3 separate regions of the Drosophila melanogaster genome follow, and regions 1 and 2 are each linked to region 3. A link is a contact called in public Hi-C data. All regions are on one chromosome and are shown on one strand. Each heading gives the region's core, a stretch centred on a gene start, on an enhancer-like site or on the middle of the called end of the contact. The rest is flanking DNA. Distances are from core to core; before and after follow the strand shown.

Evidence for each region. Hi-C and Micro-C count contacts between places; a contact is called where the count stands out from the background.
Region 1: a contact with region 3 is called in a Hi-C map of the Kc167 cell line, with 2.0 times the contacts expected there. The contact joins the promoter of lncRNA:CR44999 here to the promoter of Raf in region 3. A contact is called at or near these places in 2 of 107 Hi-C or Micro-C datasets (the Kc167 cell line and embryo).
Region 2: a contact with region 3 is called in a Hi-C map of the Kc167 cell line, with 3 times the contacts expected there. The contact joins the promoter of CG12535 here to the promoter of Raf in region 3. A contact is called at or near these places in 3 of 107 Hi-C or Micro-C datasets (the Kc167 cell line, the S2 cell line and wing imaginal disc).

The regions. Positions count from the first base shown.
Region 1 is chrX:3,371,313-3,375,266 of dm6, forward strand. lncRNA:CR44999 (long non-coding RNA:CR44999) reads left to right here and starts at 1,847. Exons shown (of 4, transcript NR_123782.1): 1 at 1,847-2,411; 2 at 3,628-3,954. It overlaps Myc (Myc,), which reads left to right and starts at 1,847. Exons shown (of 3, transcript NM_001272275.1): 1 at 1,847-2,411; 2 at 3,632-3,954. The coding sequence starts at 3,694.
Region 2 is chrX:3,446,853-3,450,415 of dm6, forward strand. CG12535 reads right to left here and starts at 2,091. Exons shown (of 4, transcript NM_001297909.1): 1 at 2,043-2,091. The region is part of intron 2 of lncRNA:CR44999 (long non-coding RNA:CR44999); the gene reads left to right.
Region 3 is chrX:2,294,038-2,297,772 of dm6, forward strand. Raf (Raf oncogene) reads left to right here and starts at 1,429. Exons shown (of 7, transcript NM_001103397.3): 1 at 1,429-1,921; 2 at 2,117-2,316.

The DNA.
Region 1 (3,954 bases), core at 597-3,096, 1.1 Mb after region 3:
AAAGCTCGCAAATTGCGGGACCATTTCTTTTTGTCTGTGACGCAGTTGTACCCTGTAAAAGTGGAGCATATCGCTTTTTGCCAACGAATGGCTGTTTGTATGCTTATGGATACTAAAGCGGAATGTTGGAAGGTGAATTTTATTGGGCTGTTTGTGATTTCCATTGACAGAAGAATTAAACAATTTTTTTTTTTTTTTAATATGTCGCTTGTACAAACAATTAATTAAATGTGCAAATTGCAGAGTAGTTGGGCGAGTGTGCAGCGTGCATTTTTTTTTTGCTGGTTCGCCTCGTTGCGAAATCAAAACAAAGCGTGTGAAAGAGAGGGCAGATGCACGCGCCAAAAGCGCTATGTTGTGCACTAAAAGTTGTGGAAATGAAAATCAAAGCGAAACGTAACAAAATCGACGGGGTGTAGAAAGCGGGAGGAACTTTGCGTCGGAACCACCTGATGATTTAATACTCTCTAAAAGGGGCAAAATTCAAAATGCAGGTCCTTTCAAGTCGATTTTTAAAGGTTGATATATGTGTACATATGTACATATTTGTGCGATAAACATATGTACACATGCACAAATCATTATTTGTATGTAGTACACATACTATGTACATTGTATTTTACAAACAGTTATTAAGAAGTTTGTTGGAATGTGCATACATACATATGTATGTATGTATGTAGAGACGTATGCTTGTGCATGTTATATTCTATTTTTCATTCAAGGTCCCCTTGCTTCCTATCCGCCTTTACCTTATTACCCTTTTCTACTTCTTCCACAACTTCTTCTTTCCAAAGTTGTAATATTTTTGGCTGGTTTCTATTCTTTTCCCTTTCTTTTTACATTTCCTTGGCATCGTTTAATTCGTTAACAAAATGTTTGGCTCTTCTTTTGTTTCTACCATGCGGCCTAACTTTTCTATTATTGTTAAATGAATTCTGCATTGTTTACAAAGTTCACAAGTTCAATCAACTTGACAAAACGGAAAATGAAGTTGCGTGGCAGACAAAGAGGTGACAAAGGCACACACGCACATAAAAAAAAGTACGGTAAATGCATGCATAGATAAAGGAAAGGGCAAGAAGGAAATACGAAAGAAATGTAAGGCGCCAAAGCAAGAGGGAATGAACAACTTCTCGCAACTTCTACGCAAAAAGGAATAGAGCTTAAAATAAATCGATTTAAAAATAGGAAACATTTATGCGGCAATGAAGAATCCCAAATAATGCCACAGAAAAGCAATTGAAACCTGTAGTTTTATGTCGATTAACATTAACATAAATAAATGCGTATATTTATAAATTTAATTTCTATATTTTAATATACATACCGTAAGTAAATTAAGGAAATGAATAAAATTTTGTTTTGATTTCCAGTCAACTACACATTTTCGTATTGCATTTATTTCACAAAAACATTTTGAGCCAGTTCAAGTTAATTGTTTATGTTTTTATTTACGGAGCAATTTGCGATTTGTCTCAATTTTGTTTGCGCTCAATTATTGTAAACACCACTCAAAAATCTCACTCTCTTTCACTCAAAAAAAAAATACCGGCAAACTGATGCTGTTATGTGAACCAGTGTGCGGGAGAGGCAAAGAAACATTGATCATTTTAAATGCATTGCGTACTATTTGAAAACCTTCGAGTATTAACAAATCGTGATGAATCCAAATGTGATCTAAATGTGATCCAAATGTCAAAGAAGATTTTTGTTGAAGCTCCTATTCTCACCACTTAAAGCGAATTCCAGCAAAGAGAGCAGCAGTGAGCATGCGCAGTGAGAGCGCAGAGAGCGCGGCAGTCTGGTACGATAGAAATTTTATTTAAGCCACAGACAACATGAAACGGGCACTATTTCTGTGGCGTCGCGTGTTCAGTTCACCGCGGGTAATTCAGAGAATCGCTTTGTGGATTGGATTTTTGCCTGTTTTCCGCCCGATACAAAAAAAAAAAACCAAACGCTATATAAATAGTTCTGTAGTAAAACCTGAAGCAACACGTTTTAAAATATACAACTACTACTAACAACTGTCACAGCCAAGTTACAAAAGTGCTAAATCCCAGAAATAACCTAAGAGCCGACTTAAAACCGCGCAAATACATAAAAAAAAATCTTCTCCAAAGCAGAAACAAAAACTTGTGAAAAACTAGAATTAAAAAAAGATTTTTTAAAAAAAATCAGCTAGTGCAAAATAAACGGGAAGAATTTTTTTTTGTGTCCCTTTTTTTGGTGTTTTTTCTCCGTCTTTCCCCTTCTTTGACGCAAAAAAAAAAGTGCCCAACTTGCTGGCGGCACGGGAACGGGATAGAAATAGATATAGCCGAAAGCGACTGGAAAGCAAAGGAAGCTAACTAAATTGGATTACAATCAATTAAATAGAGACGGATACGGAAACTATGTTCAGCGAGGTGAGTGCAAAGATATATATATATAATATATATTATTTATCGGAACGCAACGACTTCAAAAATCGCGCCACTACGGGGAATTCAAAATAGAATTTCTGGGAAAGGTGAAATAGCTTAACTTTTAACGGTGCTCTCACACACAATGACAAATCAGTGATCATGGCCGCACAAATCGATACGAAATAACGGATTCTAGGAACTCAGAAGGAATGTTAAGAATCAAGTGCTTACAAGAAATTAAGAACAAAAAGTGAGACAATAGAAAAGTGGAAGTGGACGAATTTTGCAAAACAAAATTCTACAAAGTTCTTTATTGTTTTGTGAAATTCTTCTTAATGCTGGCAAGTATTAAAAACGCTTTGATGGCGTTGAAACGAGTTGGTAATGTTCGAAAATTCCAGAACTCTGGGGCTCCAAAGTAATTAAATAAAATGGTCCCAAAATTTTTACGAAAGTATTAAACTTTTTAAAGGAGAAATAAATCAATTAATTAAAAAAAGAAATAAATTAGCTTGATAAATTAAAAAAGAAATAAATTAGCTTGATAAATTAAAAAAGAAATAAATTAGCTTAATAAATTTAAAAAGATTTAAATAATAATTTAATAAATGTTGATATTCCAATTTTACTATGATTCTGAAATTCAATATATACCGGGTTGCGTTCGATTCTGCGAAAGACATGTACTGTTAGTTTTTGCTCGTACTTGTTTACCGGAATGCAACGGATTCTACGAAAAGGGAAAAGCACAGTAAGCTTTGCAGGTCTGCGTTTATCGGTAAAAGGACCGTTTATTTTTCAGTAACTGGAATTGGGTATTTGATATTTGGTTTTCCTTTTATGCCCTTGTTTATTTCATTAGTATATGTATTTTTTTTTTTTTTTTGCTATTGTCAAGAGCGCCAAGATTGACGATTTCGGGTTCAAATGGTTAATAGTGTATAAATGAAGCTATAAGCTAAATTTGCTTTTGATAACATTTGCTGAACCCTCGACATCGCCTGACGTCATTATAGGTGAAATCTGGCACAGTAGAACGTGACTTAATACAATAATAATATTAGGAGTTTAGTTACTCTTACATTATAGTTGAAATGTTGCAAAAATCCTTATGTTGAAGAAGTTTTCAAAAAGTGTGTTGCCGACATATTTATTTAATTAAGTTCAAATATAGAATCATACCTACAACGATTTCCGCCTTATCTATATTTTTCAGACAGGCATATAACTCAGGAACTTAAGATATATAGAAAGAAAAAAAAACCCAGACAACATAATCGCAATGGCCCTTTACCGCTCTGATCCGTATTCCATAATGGACGACCAACTTTTTTCAAATATTTCAATATTCGATATGGATAATGATCTGTACGATATGGACAAACTCCTTTCGTCGTCCACCATTCAGAGTGATCTCGAGAAGATCGAGGACATGGAAAGTGTATTTCAAGACTATGACTTAGAGGAGGATATGAAGCCAGAGATCCGCAACATCGACTGCATGTGGCCGGCGATGTCCAGCTGTTTGACCAGCGGTAACGGT
Region 2 (3,563 bases), core at 841-3,340, 1.2 Mb after region 3:
TTTCTTTTTTGCACATTTTTTCTTCTTTTTTTTTTGCACTCTTTTTGCGCTATTTTACTAGGCAATGTTTACTTTGTTTTCTGCTGTTCCGCTTTGTTTTGCCCCTCTTTTGTTGCAAAATGTTTACCGAAAACCTTGAAAATTGAAATTATGAACTTGACTTTGGTTGTATTTGTATTTGTAGCTAGCCCAAAGATAAAGGAGTTACAGCAAACAGCAGCGGAAAGCATCAGCAGTAAGTAAGTAAGTCAAATGCTGTTTGCCAAATTGTTTTTTCTTTTTTTTGTTTTTTTTTTTTCAAAAAAGTACGAAAGAATGAAAAAAAAAATAGGCAACTTTAAGGCAACAGAGAAGAACACCTGTGGGTTTTCTTCTGTGTTCTTGGAACACATCAAATGGGACACATTAAGGGGAAACAGGAAAACAGGAATGCTTTGAAGAACCTGCAAAGGACATAAGTTCGTAACAAAAATTATAGTCACCTATTAATAAAGTGAAATATGCGCATAGAAATAGATAACTAAGAAACTATATAATTAACTTAGAAAATATACAATATATTATGATTCTTTCCAATAGTGAGAAATTTGCCTTGTAATATTAATAAATTTCAAGTAATTTTTTTTTCGGTGCAAGGCTAAATTTAAATGCGATTTATGTATGCATTTATTCATTATATGCATTTGCATATATTGTAGTAAGCAAAACGGCCAAAGTTGCTCGTGCAAGTGCAATGGAAAATGCGATTATTGGGTGAAACTACTTGACTGGCGGCAACTCGCAGCTTATCGGCGTAACTGTAAACTGTATTATAACGATGGGCGGTGGGTGGGGGGGAGTGGGGAGTGGAGTGGGCGTGCTCACCAAATGAGAGAAAATGGCGCCAAGCCAAAGCTTCGTAAAAATGAAAGCCACGTGCATGGCTAATTAACAGATGTCCTCTCACTGCAGTCTTATCAACTGCACTGCAAGAAAACAAATCGAATTAGTGACTTAAATAAAATAAATTTCAGTATCTACATATGTACATACGTTCGTTTGTCTAGTTTTCTTTTCTGAGCTGAACTGCAATTTGTAGAAATTTTCGAGTTTTATCACTTTGATTCACATTTGAGCCATCTTGTTTTTTTTTTGCTTATTTTTCGCTTGGCGCCCCTCCATTGCCACGCCCACTGAGCAGCAGCGTTTCCCACATTTGAAATGCTGATGAAGCGACTAAAACAAAGGGAAAAGTGCAAGTAATGAGCGGCCAGTAAGGAGATACCCTAGCGTTATTTTGTTTATGTGTATGTACCATATATACATATATGTACATACACGTTTGCCGTATAAAAGTGGCAATTGCGACGGAAAAAATGTCTGGAAATTGATTAGGAAAATGAATTTATTACATCTCGTTGTTAAGAATGAACAGCAAATTTAAAAACCATTATCGATATCAAAAAATAATTGCTCTAAAACTGAACGAGTTTTGCACCACAAACCAAAATGCCCATTGTGCAAATGAAAATCAATGGGTGGCGAGAAAAACAAACAGAAATTTACGATAACTGCACCTCTTGTGTTGACATTTTACACTGAAGGAAAAACGGTGTGGGGGGGGGGGTGGTGTGGTGCTTGCAGCGTAGCTAATTTGCCAAATGCACAAGGAAAACAACAAATAGGAACCGGGAAAAAACAAAAAAACAAAACAAAAAACGACTGATAGAAGGTGACAAAGTGCAGGGCAAAGTAGAAGGCGAAATAAAATTACGGTGCAAATAGAAAATAGCTGCGCGATTGGGCAAAACCAACAACAACTGAATATAAACAAAGACGCAGACGAGACATAATAATAATAATAATAATAATAATAATAATAATAATAGTACACACTGCTGCGCCTGGACCAAGTCCATCAAAATAATGTGTGATCAAATGTCTGGGTGTCCCGATCATTTATCGAACGGCGAATACGAAAATAATAATAATAACAATTAACAATCGGGACAATTTGAGTGTAAATTCCACGAACTATTGCATTATTGATAACACATACATACATATGTACATTTATATAGTTTTTTTGGGCACGAGTTATGGGAAATTGGTAATTGCAGATATGAAAATCATTTATTTTTGGACACACTGCTTCCGAGCGTGAGATCACGAACTTGTTATCAGGTTTCAGTTTCAGTTTCAGTATACTGCCTTTGGAATGTATCAAATGTGTGTGTGTGCGTGTGTGTGTGTGTGTGTACTCAAGATAATACCAGGACTCAATCGAGCTACCAAAAATAGACTCTTATATTAGTAGTATAAACATTGTATAATTCTATTATGACTCCACTAGATACCATCCAGGTTATGCAACTTTCTCGCTAGATTTGTTATCTTATCTACGAACTATCGTACCCTAGTCCCATACATACATACATATTATTCCCGAATCCGGCGGCTTTAGAATGCTCAATGTTCGGTTGCAGCTAAAGCTATTGTCATATCCCACTTTTCGATCCCGGAACTGATGAACCCCAGACATAATCCCATTAACCATTAACCATTAACCATTAACCATAGCATCATAATCTTTGGCTCGACTGCTGGTGGGCCAAGGGCACAATTGTCGAGTGTGCAAATGATGTACGTATGTATGTACAATGTACAACGAACGACGACTAAAAAGCGTGCAAACATTTGCCTATATTGGCATTTTTATTTAAGAATGACTTTACGACTTATTTTCGCATGTTGCACAGCATGTAAAAAGACGCGCCAGGCATTTAATTTTTTAGAGAGCTTTTTACATACATACATACATGCATACATATGTATGAACAATGTATTTAGATGGAGCCTTCGTGCGCCGCGAAATATTAAATGAAATAAATTTTAACTGCAGTTGACAAAGTTCGGGGACGGATGTTGGACGGGCAATAAAGCGAGCAAAAAAAAAAAAACAAAAAACAAAAAAAAAACGACACAAAAACACAAAAAATAAACCAAAAGCAGTGTGTGCGAAATTTGAAATGAAAATAATTAAATCAGCGAAAAGCATGGGGAGAAATCTGAAATTCGAATGCACGATAATAGACTTCTATATAGTATGAGTAGCTATAGTAGCTATGGCTGAAGTATATGTATGCACATATGTATGTATGTACATACATATGTATGTCTGGTGTGCATTTGTCTGTGTAATTTATGTATGCTACTGATTATGACCGCCCCTACCGGCTAAATTTGCACTTAATGCCATTTGCCTTGTCTCTAAGTCCAATGCGAATGCGAAATTCATATTAATCGCTCTCGGAAATACAAAGTATGAATAATTGTTCGCATTTCGCATGCAATTTGTTGCCTTTCGAATGCTACCCTAATACGGAGTACTAACACTTAGTCCGATCTTAGTACTGCCACAGAATGTACATATGTATGTACAAATGTATGGTATGTATTTACATATGTACGTGGAAGCACCCCTTCAATCAATTCCAAGATCACGAACTTCATCCTTCCATGCCGACCGAGTTCATCTAATTGAGTCAGAATGCGATGCCACAAATGTCGCAAATGAATCAAGA
Region 3 (3,735 bases), core at 179-2,678:
TGGATTTGGCTATGCAAAGTACTTGCTAAGGCAATCACCTACACTTGCGGCAACTGCTAATTGAGAAATCCACACGGCGCTGACATGGAATCATTCGAATCCATTGAAATTGCCAAATTAGGCGTGGGGGTAACCCCTTGAACTTATCGGCTCGGCTTAACGGGTTTAACAAAATTAAATACACACATATGCGCATGTATACATATGTTCATGCTTGTAGAGTGGCTCCTATAGTCTGTTTTGCGAATCAGAATCCAAGTAGAATAGTTTTTTAAGTGTTGTCTCAAAGATGTATGCATACATGGATGTATGTATGTATGTGTGCTTATGACTCTGTAGAAGGTCTATAAACTATGTATTTTGAGGTTTTGAAATGCGAGCTCGAATCAACCCCCTTCCCCGTTTCCAGCTCGATTCATCCTCTTCAACAAGTTCATCTCATCATTTACAGTTTTAGCATGATCCGAAAAATAACAACAACAACAACGACAACAACAAAAGCAAGAAAGTGGGCACAAATAATCGTAACAACAACAATTGTGAGGTCAGTTTGGCACTAGTCAGCGTGTGTGATTATGTGCGCACTTATGTCTGCGTGCATGTACATACATACATATGTTTGTGTGCGAGCACAAAGAGACAATGCAAATTTGCACTCAAACAAAGAGAGAGCGAGTGCAAGTGCGAGTGCGAGAGAAAGGGAAGAGTTCATGAGCGTGCGTTGTGAATGGCTGGAGGGGTCGAGTGCTGTGAGTGGGGGGATCTTTGTTTATCATTTTTGTGTACTATTATTAAGGCGCCGCTGACGGTCGATGACGACATACACACACACACACACACACACACGCAAATGCAAACATAGAGTTTGCACGTGTTTGTGCAAAGTGTTTAGCCGCAAGAAGTAAAGTTCTCGTTTTGATTTTGTTTATTCAAAATTGAAATTCCCAGAAACAAAAGCTCCCATGACGATGATGATTCACATGCCAGACGCTGCGGGGAAAAACATCAGGAACTTTATCAGCTAATTGTGTCACAAGAGGACAAATAAGCCAGAAACATTTGCCTGCGCGCGTTTCTTGGTATAGTGCCATCAACTCGATCTCGATCTCAGTAGTTCATCTTTTATAATGCCCACACACACATACATATGTACATATATGAGCATATGTACATATGTACATAAGTCATATGTACATATATGAGCATATGTATGTACATAAGTCATATGTACGTACATACGTTTTTGATTATCTTAAAAAATTGTAATCACACGTACTCCTGCCATTTGACTTAGACCCACTTTCGATATTGACAAATTTTCAATGGTTTTACATTTTTTCCCCACCTCTATTCATAATTTCTGTGTCTCTTGTGTTGCTTAAATGGGCCGTTTTGATTTCTTTCGCGTCTCATTCCAATTCCATCCCTCTTCCATTCCCATTGCCACACGCTTGGCGCTCTTTTGCATTTTCTTAAAGTCGCCCAGATAAGTTCGGAATTACGTAATTAAGCGGCAGCAGCAACAACAAAAACAACATAACCAACAAGCTAACAATTAAGTATTTATTGCTTTCAATTTGCTGCCCGATAACAAAAGAAGCCAAAAAACAAAAAGGAAAAACGAGAGACTGGAAAAAACAAGCAGAACAAAGTAAATAAAAACCGAAACGGACACACATACACACACACACACACCGCTACCTGCGTCGACAGCGGCAGCGAAATCAGCGCCTCGCTTCAATTTTATTCCGTTTGAATTTGAAGATGTTTTTAGTGCACTGCCATTAAGTCCTTAGCACGCGCTTTTATTTCGCTTCGTTTCAATGTGCAGGTAGGAATAACAAAAAGCGGAGGATGGGAGTGACAACGAAATCGAAACTTTGCAACAAAATTGCATTTGAATGAGCAGCGGGGGCGCGCGGTAATTTCAATTATCAATAACATATTTAAATTCCCCATTCTCCTCCCCTTCTATTATCCTCTGTCCCTCCTTCCCCCCTCCACGGACTCCTACACCTTTTTTAGTCGCTCTCTCAACTCTTGATTGCTCTCTCTCTCCCTCTCTCTGTGCGATGGGAACGTTCTCTTTGCCTTTGCATCGGCCACTTCACTTCAGCGGAGAGCACAGTGGGATAAATTGGCAGTTGATGACCCATTGTTGCATTATTGTGTTTTAACCATAAAGCCAACAAATGCTTGGCGTTCAAGCCCTTCATGGAGTAACGCATATCAACGGATTGTCGGGGATTATCCAACGTCTTAAAGTCAAAATCTTACAAATCGCAGTATTTACCTGGCAAACGTGTTAATCCACAGGTAAGTTGGGCTGAAACCACCCTAAGTCAATATCAAGGGTTTTTTTTTAGATCTTTCTAAAGTTTAATTGTACGCATGTCTTAGCTTCGAATTCTTGTCATCCGAAATGCTTTGTTGTCCATTTGTTCTTGTTCTGGCCCACTGTGCCGCGTGTGAATGAACGTATAAAAAGTGAGAGCGTCGCCTGCCCGACTCATAAACGAAAATCAATGACTCCCAATGCGCGTACCCTTCCCTCACCCCCCTGCGGAGCCCAACGCTTTTTGGGAGTGATAAATGCCGCCTCAGCGTCGTCAGCAGATTTCAGCCTGCGCATGTTTGTCGGCCCGCAAACACTCGCAAACACACACACACGCTCTTCCCGTGATGTTTGTTGATTTGGCTGCATTCAAGAAACGACAGTGCTTGGGGCAGTGGGCATTGTTAGACTTTTAGTCGTTTCAACTCTACTTTCAGTGGGTATCATCCGCAACCAAAAGGAGGAAGGATGAACATTGCATGTGTGTACATACATATGTACATACGCAGTACGTAGTACGGATTACGTATTACGTATGGGCAGTTGCCATTTATGCAAGGTGGCTGTTCCTGCACTCGAACACATGTTTGTGTGGTCATTTGTAATTTGGTCAGGCGAGCAACAAGAAAAAAGGATAATGAAAGGATCAAATGTGCGTAGAACGTACATATAAAGGGTGTGATATCACAATTATTTTCGATGACTTCGTTTAATGTTGGAAAAGTAGACGGGAATGCATTACATCGAAGTGAACTATTTAACTTTGGATAGAACTGTTGTTTTTTGTAGGCATTTGCATTTCTCGCCGCTTCTTCTGCTCCTCCTCCTGCTCTTCGCTTTGGCGTTGGCGAGAGAGCGCCTCGTTGGTCTCTTTGTGTGTTTATGCTTTCAACATTGATACGTGCCACTTTTCGGATGCAGACTTGCGAGAAGCAGCGGGGGGGGGGGGGGGGGAAGAGGAAGTGGCAGAAGCTGGTAGACGGGGGCAACGTGTGGGGACAGCTGGGTGAGTTTGTAATTAATTGCGGCCTTGCCTCCCCTTCACCGCCAAACATCCTCATCCCCGGCAGCCAGGCTCCCTCGCTCGCTCAGGCAAACTCTCTCGCTGAGAAACCAGCCGCCAACAGTTTGTTTTCTTTTCTCGCCGCTCTCATCGTCACTTCCGACTCGTCGGGGGCAGAGGGTGGGCCAGCGGCATACTCTTTGTCTAGTCGCCAATCTCCCCGCACTCCACTTCATTCATGAAGCACAAAGTGTACAGCAGACACTCGCTAAGTGACTAGTGTTTCGTAATTCATTAAGATTTTTGTTGGTTTTCTTCTCTCATTTTTCCCGCACCAATTCTGCACTATTCACAAGTAAAAATGGCACCAACTCTCTTATTTGTGGGCACTAAAACG